3 separate regions of the Mus musculus genome follow, and all the other regions are linked to region 3. Evidence: chromatin contacts called from public promoter capture Hi-C data. All regions are on one chromosome and are shown on one strand. The core of a region is the stretch at or near the end of the contact, and the rest is flanking DNA. Distances in the headings are between cores, read along the strand shown. Region 1 holds the start of Zfp469 (zinc finger protein 469). Region 2 holds the start of Def8 (differentially expressed in FDCP 8). Region 3 holds the start of Acsf3 (acyl-CoA synthetase family member 3).

Region 1 (2,907 bases), core at 132-2,631, 550 kb before region 3:
CAGGAAGATCAGCTTTGCCCTGCAGCACACTGCAGCTCAGGGCCATTCACAAGTGAGTGGTTCAGCATAGGCCTTGGGACCTGCCCAAGGCCAGGAGTTTCCCAGGAAGCATCCTGGAAGCCTGCGCCCAGCCTTGCTTTGCATGATAAAGGTGTTCCCAGGAGTGAAACTGGAACTTCTGAGTGGCAGCTAGACCTACTGGGGGTGGGAGCTGTGGAAGGGCTCTTTCTGACAGGGTCTCTTTCCGTGAAGTACCCCCGCCTGTTGAGAAGCCCACAGATCAATGGTCAGTGATCCAGTTCATCTAAAGTGGAGTCAGTGATCTTCTCTCTCTCAGGACCTGGGGCTGTGAGCTCACATCGTGTACGTGTGTGCGTGGAGACCAGAGGTCGGCTTCAGGTGCTGTCCGCTTTGTTATGGAGACAGGTTACCCTGGAGCTCACCGAGTAAATTAAGCTGCCTGGCCAGCTAGCCCCAGGGATCTGCCTGGCTCTTGCTTCCCCAGCACTGGGTTCAAATACACGCCACACCTTGCCTTTTTACTCAATGCTGGGGCATTGAACCCTCATGCTGAGCTGAACATCTTAACATAAGCTCTTCCAGCTGTGTGGCCTCTGGCAGATTCCTGATCTGTGAAGCTTGGGTTCATGTTAGATGTGGCATTTTGTCAGATGATCTTAAAGGTGCCCCTCCGTCTCTAGAGACCTAAATAGCTCCTTCGGTCCCCACTACGTTCCAGTGTGCTCATCCCCAGGCTGGATGATGGCCCAGTAGGAAGCCACCAAGGTTGATGACTTCGAGCTCTGTGTTATGACAGAAGCCCGCTGGACATCTACTCCAGGCCGCAGCACCTTAGAGTGTCAGACTTATGTACTGGGGGGTAGGGGGAGGCTTAACCTGAATTTTCCCCTAAACAGGTGTCAGCTATGGCCCGGGCCCTAACCTTCCGGGACAGAAGCCAGAGGAAGAGGTTTAGTTGCTTTTGGTGGCCCAGGGACTGGGAGGAGCGAAGGATGGATAGAGCTGCGACTGGAAGCCACACGGTGGAATGGTGGCAGCCGTTTCCGAAGTTGCGCTGAAGCCAGGCTTTCCGCCCAGCGGCGTGCCAGCTGTAGAACTGGCCAAGGAGCGTGTTGTGGGGGGAGAGGGTTGGTGACCGGGGAGAGAGTTTCCCACCAGGCCGGCGTGGCTAGGTGGATCACATGAAACCAACACCTAGGAAAAGCCGTGCTAAAAATAGCCGGGGCGGGGCGGGGGGGGGGGGGGGCGCAAGCGTGTAACCCAAGCCGGGGCGCTGCTGTGCGTCCGGCCTCCGCGCGAGCGCTGCCCGCGGACCGGCCCGGGAGGCGGCCCTCTGCTCGCACCCCGCCCCAGGCGCAGCGCGGCGGCTCGGTGCCCGGCGGACGGGCGGGCGGGCGGCCGGGGCGCTGCGGGCGGGGATGAGCGCTGGGGCTACGCGGTCCGGGCGCGGGCGCCCCGCGCGTCCCGGGAACTGGAGCTACGCGCGGCCGGGGCGGAGGTGAGTGCGCGTCGCTGGGGTGATCAGGGACGGGTGCGGTCACCGCGCTGCCCTCCAGGCGCACGGCTGGCCTCGGGTTCCGACACACGGTGAGACGAGCTGCAGGCGCCGAGTACCGAACTCGGGGCTGCCTGGCCCAGCCCCTGAGAGAGCTGTTGGGGATGTCGCCCGCGAGTTGCGAAGCACAGAGCAAGCATCACCAGAGCCCAGGGGAGTCGGAGCCACGGGGCTGCGGGAGGTGAAGCGGTAACTCATTCATTGCGACTTGGAACCGTTCGTATGCTACTCCACCGCCGCCCGCTCGGGACCCCCTAAGGTCTGATTCCGCGGGCGGGATGGGGTCCGGCTAGCGGACTTGAGGGTCACCACGCTCTTGCTTCCGCCAGGAGGCCCATCGCGCCCCCACCCACCCTGTGCTTTGGGGCAGCTCCGCTGGAGGAGTCCACGGAGTTAAGCTAAGCCGACCGCGGAGACACTGCGCCCCTCGTGGCGATGGTGGGAAGGGGAGGGTATCGTAGCGGGATTCAATCGGACTTCCAGTGGCGGCCTGGACCCTGTCCTGCACCCGAGACCCCAGGGTAGAAGCAGGGATGTGCATAGCAGACAGGAAAGCGGAACAGCCGGGCTGCTGAGTGGGGCTCGGGCTCCAGCTGAGACAGTTGATGGCTTTTCTTCGGGCTCCTCTGAGCCGGCTGTGTGGGGACTGTGCCACGTGTTACTACTGCATTTAATCTTCCTAGTGAAATGGGTGGAACCCCGTGCTCTAGATGAAGAGGGTCAGAGTGGCCTGTGTTGCACAGCTGGAAAGCAGCAGAGGTGCTGACAGTCCAGAGCCACACTGCCAGTTGACTCTGGTCCAGTTCCCCCTGTTAGAGGGACAAAGGTGTGTCGAGGCCTCTGTGTCCTGCACTGTCCCAACCGTCTTTACTCAGCCAACACCCAAGTCCGGAAAATAACAGACAAGCGGGCAAAATGCTTGGGCATATTGACGGGGCCAGTCGGGGAGAGCAGCAGCTGGCCAGCAGTCCCTTCAGGATGGCATAAGCTTGCCTGGCAGGTCCCTTTTGCCATAAGCTTGGCCTGGCAGGTCCCAAACAACTGGGCAGAGCCAACAGAGTGTGTCTTCCTTATTGTGAATGGGAGAAGGCAGCAGAGGACGGCACAGGGTTTCTTCAGTCTGGGAGATAAGGTGAGACAAAGCAAGTGGACTCCAGGCTGTCAGTATCCCAGGGCATTGTAGAGGCCGTGGGAGAGCCAAAGAGAGCTCTGAAGTCATGAGCTTACAGTGTCAGTGATTTAGTCTCCACAAGACCCCACCCTCCACCGACCCAGGTCAGTGGCTGCTTGTATGCCCCCAGCGATGGCCTCTCACTCCTTCACAGCAGCCT
Region 2 (2,940 bases), core at 293-2,792, 670 kb after region 3:
TTGTCTGTCTGGTCCTTGGGCAATGCAGCCTCCTCAAGTCTTGTCCTGATCATTTTCTGGTGATGTGCCTGAGCATGGCATATAGTTGTACTCAATAAAAGTGCTGTTGCATGCTGGGCGTGGTGGCGCACGCCTTTAATCACAGCACTCGGGAGGCAGAGGCAGGTGGATTTCTGAGTTCGAAGCCAGCCTGGTCTACAGAGTTCCAGGACAGCCTGGGCTACACAGGGATACCCTGTCTCGAAAAACCAAAAAAAAAAAAAAAAAGAAAGAAAAGAAAAAAAAAAAGAAAAGAAAAGAAAAGAAAAAGTGCTGTTGCATCAACGGAGAAACTGTCAAGACTCATAGTAATGAAGACAGGCAGACGTGGCTCCATCCTTGACTCTCTGTGAAGGTGAGGGCCCAGTGCTAGTACAGATATTGGCTCATATCACAAGCACTGGTATAGGCCTTCTAGCACAGAAGTAATAATCCAAAACACTTGCCTTTAGCTCTTAGCCTTTGGGATGAGGAACAAAGAGTCAGTAGAAATGTCAGAGGAGAGTCATCAGACAGTAACGAGTGCCTCTCCGATATCTCTGCTCACAGATGAGGAGGAAGTATTAGGAGAGACATTTGGCTGTGGTTAGGAAAGACTGTATCCTAAAGGCTGAGCCAGAGAGGCCTAAGTGTGGACCTGGCCTGTTAGGGGTAAGGAGGGTGAAGTCTGGTGAGAGAGCTGGGAGGTGAAGTCTGAGGCAGACTTCTTCCCTGGGATCCTCCAACTGCTGGGCTTGAGGTGCAGAGGGAGTCTGAGGGTGCTGAGGCTGTCATGGCTGTGGTGTCACCGTGGGGTGGGGAAGAAGGGCTGGTCCTGAGTCCGGTGGAAGTTAGATCAGACAAAGGAATGTGATCAGGAACGCACTGAAGGTTGGCCTCAGGTGGGAATGATTTATTCACTATCAGACAGAGGTGTGTTAGGTGTGTGGTGTGTGTATGTCTCTGTGTGTGTATGTGGTTTGATGTGCGTGTGGTGTGTGTAGTGTTATGTTGTGTGATGTGTATGTGTGGTGTGTGTAGTGTGTGTGGTGTGTGTAGTGTGTATGTAGTGTGTCATGTGTGTATGAGGTGTGTGTGTATGTGTATGGTGTGTATAGTATGTGTGTAGTGTGTATAGTGAGTGTGTGGTGTGTATGTGGTATGTCGTGTGTGTGTCGTGTGTATGAGTGTGTGGTGTGTAGTGTGTGTGTATGTGGTGTGATGTGTGTGTGTGGTGTTATTGTTGTTTTCTCAGATAGGACCTTTGGAGCTTGAGACGCACCTTAAATGTCTCGATGGTGGTGTCCTGGGGACAGCTGAATGTCAGTGTTGGGGATGTGGGGACATTGAGGGGTTACCACTGTGGAACCATTCCCTTGAATGCAATTACTAAGGCGTGGGGGTGGGGGAACTCAGGAGAAAAGACTCAGGGCAAAGGTAATGGACTCTATGGACCAGAAGCAGGAGACTTGGAGGTGCTCCAGCGAGCCAGCAGGGCAATCGGTGTCATGAACCTCCTGGCCGGAGGCGGCAGCAGCGGGCGGAGGAGCCGGTACAGTGTATCAGCGGCGGCGAACTACAGTGTAGCCAGCCGGTCCGGTACAATGTAGCGGCAGCCAGGTAAGCCAGAAAGCGGTCTCTGTAGGTGTCGGGGGGGTCTGGTGGGAAAGCAGGCGAGGGTCCAGATCTCAGCATGCAATCGCCACTGGTCGGACTCCGGGATCGGGCTTCTGACCCACGCACTCATGGTGCAGAACTGGCAGAGGCCTCAAGCAAGACGTCCAGCTCCCGGCTGCCGCCTGCTGGCTCTCCGCTGTGCGCAAGGCCTTGGTGACCTCATTGGTCCCCGCAGTACGTAGGGCAGAGCTTAGCGTCCACAGATGCCGACCCCCACCCCCAATCACCGGGTGGCTTCAGAGCCTGAGTATGGGACTCCCGGCCCAAGGACCCGCAGGGACTCGCCTTCTGCTATGTTGAGCTTTTCTGAGCCTTCGGTTTCACAACTATGAAATGGGTGAGGAAGGTCGTAGAGACCTGCCCCAGTGGGGACAGTCGCATCCTCAGAATGAATTCACGTTATAGCGGGTAGAAATGTGAGGTGCGCTTTGTTGCGCCTTCTGGGGTAGTTGAGAATTATTAACACTGGTCCTGCTTGGCCTGGATTGCCTGTCCATCCTTTTTAAGGGTGTGAGCAAATAGGATGTACTTTGGACTCCTGTGGCCCTTGGACTAGCACTTTTTGGTGGCTAAAGTAACACACCGGAGGCGGGCTCTTATTCACCATAATCTGTCTTGAACTTTCACCCAGTGCCTCTGATGTACCACAGACCCTTGGTCTTACTCTGAGGGTTTCAGTTGTCAAGTTGTAATTATTATTCGATTTAGGAGAGACCTCTGCAGGGGCTGGATGGAACAGTTTTCTTTTTTTTTTTTTTTTTTTTTGTCCTTTCTTGAGTATCTTTCCTGAGGCCAACCACGGATTCTGGGTGCAGATCTCTGTAAGGCTGGTGGGGAAATAGGAGATGGGGTCCTACTCAAAGCCGGCTGTTGCTTCCTGCAGCCTGGGCTGGGCTGAGGTGCTGTCTATTCGTACTCAGCTGAAAGAGCAATATGGTTCTCCAAACTGGTTCCAGACAAACCAGGAAGATGGGTTAAATGGCTCCATTGCTTAATTCATTCCTTGCTTTTGTTCCTGGTCAGGTGGTGGCAGTGCCAGTCAGGACATACATAAGGGAGCCATTTTCCTGGGAAAGGTAGCCCAGAGGAGAGTGGAGGGCAAGCTCTGGTCAAGGTCTCCCTGTCCCTCTGACTATATTCTAAACCATCGGGAGGTTTCCAGAGAAGGCGTCTGGAAGGGGCTCCTGTGGGCTCCACCCAGTTCCTTTAGACTGGGCTGGTCACCACATGGCGTCGGTGACTGCC
Region 3 (2,905 bases), core at 324-2,823:
GAGCCATCTCTCCAGCCACTCTATCTCTTCTCTTGATGGTTTTGTGGTTTTGTTTGTTTGTTTGTTTGTTTTTGAGACAATCTTATGTATCCCAAGCTGACCTCAAACTCTCTATGTAGTCAGATAACCCTGAATTTCTAATCCTTTTGCTTCCACATTCTAAATACTGTGATTAACATGTCTTGTTTAGGCATAATCCTGGGGGTTATGCTAACAACTGAGCACTCCAAACCCAAATCCAGACTCTTGATGATTTCCAAGGCCCAGGGGTCACAGAATCTGTCTCCATTCTGGCCATGTTTAGGACTATGCTTTGGGTGTAGACATTTAAGCATAGAAGTCCTAGGGTCTGTGGTGTAAATCCCAATGTTAGACATTTTGATTCACGTTGATTCTCTGCCTCTTCCTCTCTTTGATCTCACTTGCCAAAAAAGGGAAAAGAAAAGGAAACAAAAAGTTTGTTAGAAACTGTATAACTTCAGAAGCCTCCTGAATTTTGTGTATGGCTATTGTAAAGACACCCAGTGCTCTCCTCAGAAGCCCACATCAGTACTAGGGCGTCTACCATCCTTCGCCTAAATCAGTTCCCTCACCAGTATGTCTCAATGGTAATGCTTAAAACTATATTAAAGCTACGTCTTGCTAACTCCAAATGTGCTTCATAATGAATCTTCCTGAAAGCCTAAGTCAAGAATCCGTGTTTTACCTACATGGAGGTCTGTGAGACTTCCCCAGCTGCTGCAGGGAGAGGAGTTTTGTCTATAGCTTTGCTGCCACTGACAAACAGACCTTAGTGTTTCAAGGTTTATCTTTACTGTACAGAAAGCATTTAGTATCCTACCCTAAAACTGGCTGTGGAGGCATAGATCTGTAATCCCTATACTCAGGAGGCTGAGGCAGTGGGATTACCAGGAGTTTAATGCCATCCTGTGCTACAGAATGAGACCTTGCCTCCATCCTGCCACAGTTCCTGGTCTGTGTCACAGAGGTGTGTTTAGCATATAGACCCCCCCAGCTGCAAGCCGAGGAACCCCTCTTCAGGGGCCAAGGGAGTCCATTTACATCCTGATTTGGCGAAGATGGTGACCACAGCTGTGTGGTCCCTTTGGCCACGGGAGCCATCATGCCTATTAAAATGATCGTTGAGAGCTGAGAATACAGCTCCAAGTCGTTGCGGTGCTTGTCTAGCATGTGTGAAGCCCCAGGTTTCATCCTTGGCACTACGTAAGCCGAATGTGGCGAAGCAAGCCTATAATTAGTCATCTCTCAAAAGGTAGAGGTAGGTTACCCTTAGCTACATTGCTGGCTTGGGCTACATGAGACCCTGTCTCAATAACAACAGTTAAATAGGACCCAATGCAAACAACTCACAGTACTTGTTCCATCAGGACAATGGATCCAGAGATCTGGTAACAGATGTCAGGCACCTAAAGGCCACTCTCTGCCAGTCCCTCTCAAGACTTGCGAGCAGATGGAGTATGCGAATGAGCAGGAACGTTCGTTCCCGGAACGCATTTCTCAGGCGCTGCATCCCGGGACGTATTAGATCGACGGACACTTTTCGCCTGCGGACACTTTTAGGTGTAGGACTCATTCCGGCCCGCTTCACCTACCTGGACAACCTCGCACTCCCGTGCCCCACCCCTGACACCCCCACCCCAACCCCGCCTGACCCCAGGTGAGCGCGCAGCAGACTACAAGAAAGGGGGTGTCGAGGTGAGCTGGAGCTGACCCGGGGGCCGTGGGACCTGTCGGGCAGGTGTCTGTCACAGCGTGAGGGACACTTCTGTAAGGACCCGGGATGACGTCACACGAAACCCCTCCCCGATTTGTTTGCGCCGAGCACCGTGTGGGATGCAGGTCGCCAGGGTCCTGGCTCGGATGGGTCCCGAGAGCCGACTAGGGCGTCAGGGACGGGACCAGCGTGCATGCGAGGAAGGGCTTCTGGATTTGGAAGCGGGTCCGGGAATTTCTCTAAAAGAGAAGTGTGTTGATTCTCATCCTGGAAGGGAGGGAACTTGCCTGTGGCTGACCACTAAGACCCGTGAGAGCCTCCAGATACTGCTGTAGGAGCACATCTAAGCCATAGGCTGTCCCGAGAGGGAGTCCTGAAATCGGAAATGCGCTAAGCGTTTTCAAGGCCAACGTGATTATTGTAAAACCGGTGTCCCTGCTGCCCTTGTCTCCAGACGGATGTAGACATACCTTTCTGATGACATCCCTGGACATGAAGTGGGTCAGGGAACCATGCACAGCCAGATGCCCTGAATAGACAGTGTTTTGCCCTAAAGAACTGGCTCTGGTTGGACGAGCTGGGAGTTAGCTCAATGCTGACAGATGTTTAATGATTGGGCCAGGCTCATGCTTGAAGACTTTCTTAGTTGGGGTTTCTATTCCTGCACAAACATTATGACCTAGAAGCAAGTTGGGGAAGAAAGGGTTTATTCAGCTTACACTTCCATGTTGCTGTTCATCACCAAAGGAAGTCAGGACTGGAACTCAAACAGGTCAGAAAGCAGGAGCTGACGCAGAGGCCATGGAGGGACATTCCTTACTGGCTTGCTTCCCCTGGCTTGCTCAGCCTGCTTTCTTATAGAACCCAAGAGTACCAGCCCAGGAATGGCACCACCCACAATGGGTCCTCCAACCCTTGATCACTAATTGAGAAAAGGCCTTGCAGCTGGATCTCATGGAGGCACTTCCTTAAGGGAGGCTCCTTTTTCTGTGATAAATCAGGCTTGTGTTAAATTGACACAAATCCAGCCAGTACAAAGACCAAAGTGGCTTTGGAGGCCTGCACTGGTCCCATTTCCATATATGAGAGAGTAAGACAGTGCCTCAGAGGGGACATGGTAGAACTTATAAGAACTGACGATGGCACAGCAGTGCCACCCCAGCATGAGTA

The links. Promoter capture Hi-C pulls out the DNA fragments that hold promoters and counts their contacts. Capture Hi-C pulls out chosen DNA fragments and counts their contacts.
Region 1: a contact with region 3 is called in a promoter capture Hi-C map of stem cell-derived epiblast-like cells, with 2.3 times the contacts expected there. The contact joins the promoter of Zfp469 here to the promoter of Acsf3 in region 3. A contact is called at or near these places in 2 of 39 promoter capture datasets (embryonic stem cells and stem cell-derived epiblast-like cells) and 1 of 115 datasets of contacts at active chromatin or transcription factors (embryonic stem cells).
Region 2: a contact with region 3 is called in a promoter capture Hi-C map of liver, with 2.6 times the contacts expected there. The contact joins the promoter of Def8 here to the promoter of Acsf3 in region 3. A contact is called at or near these places in 3 of 39 promoter capture datasets (hippocampal neurons and liver), 1 of 115 datasets of contacts at active chromatin or transcription factors (bone marrow-derived macrophages) and 1 of 9 other capture datasets (liver).

Annotation. Positions count from the first base shown.
Region 1 is chr8:122,228,893-122,231,799 of GRCm38.p6, forward strand. It overlaps Zfp469 (zinc finger protein 469), which reads left to right and starts at 1,382. Exons shown (of 3, transcript NM_001362883.1): 1 at 1,382-1,519.
Region 2 is chr8:123,441,414-123,444,353 of GRCm38.p6, forward strand. Def8 (differentially expressed in FDCP 8) reads left to right here and starts at 1,543. Exons shown (of 12, transcript NM_054046.5): 1 at 1,543-1,638.
Region 3 is chr8:122,773,913-122,776,817 of GRCm38.p6, forward strand. It overlaps Acsf3 (acyl-CoA synthetase family member 3), which reads left to right and starts at 1,574. Exons shown (of 10, transcript NM_144932.4): 1 at 1,574-1,678. It overlaps Gm39271 (a long non-coding RNA gene), which reads right to left and starts at 1,536. Exons shown (of 3, transcript XR_879309.2): 1 at 1,372-1,536; 2 at 1-421.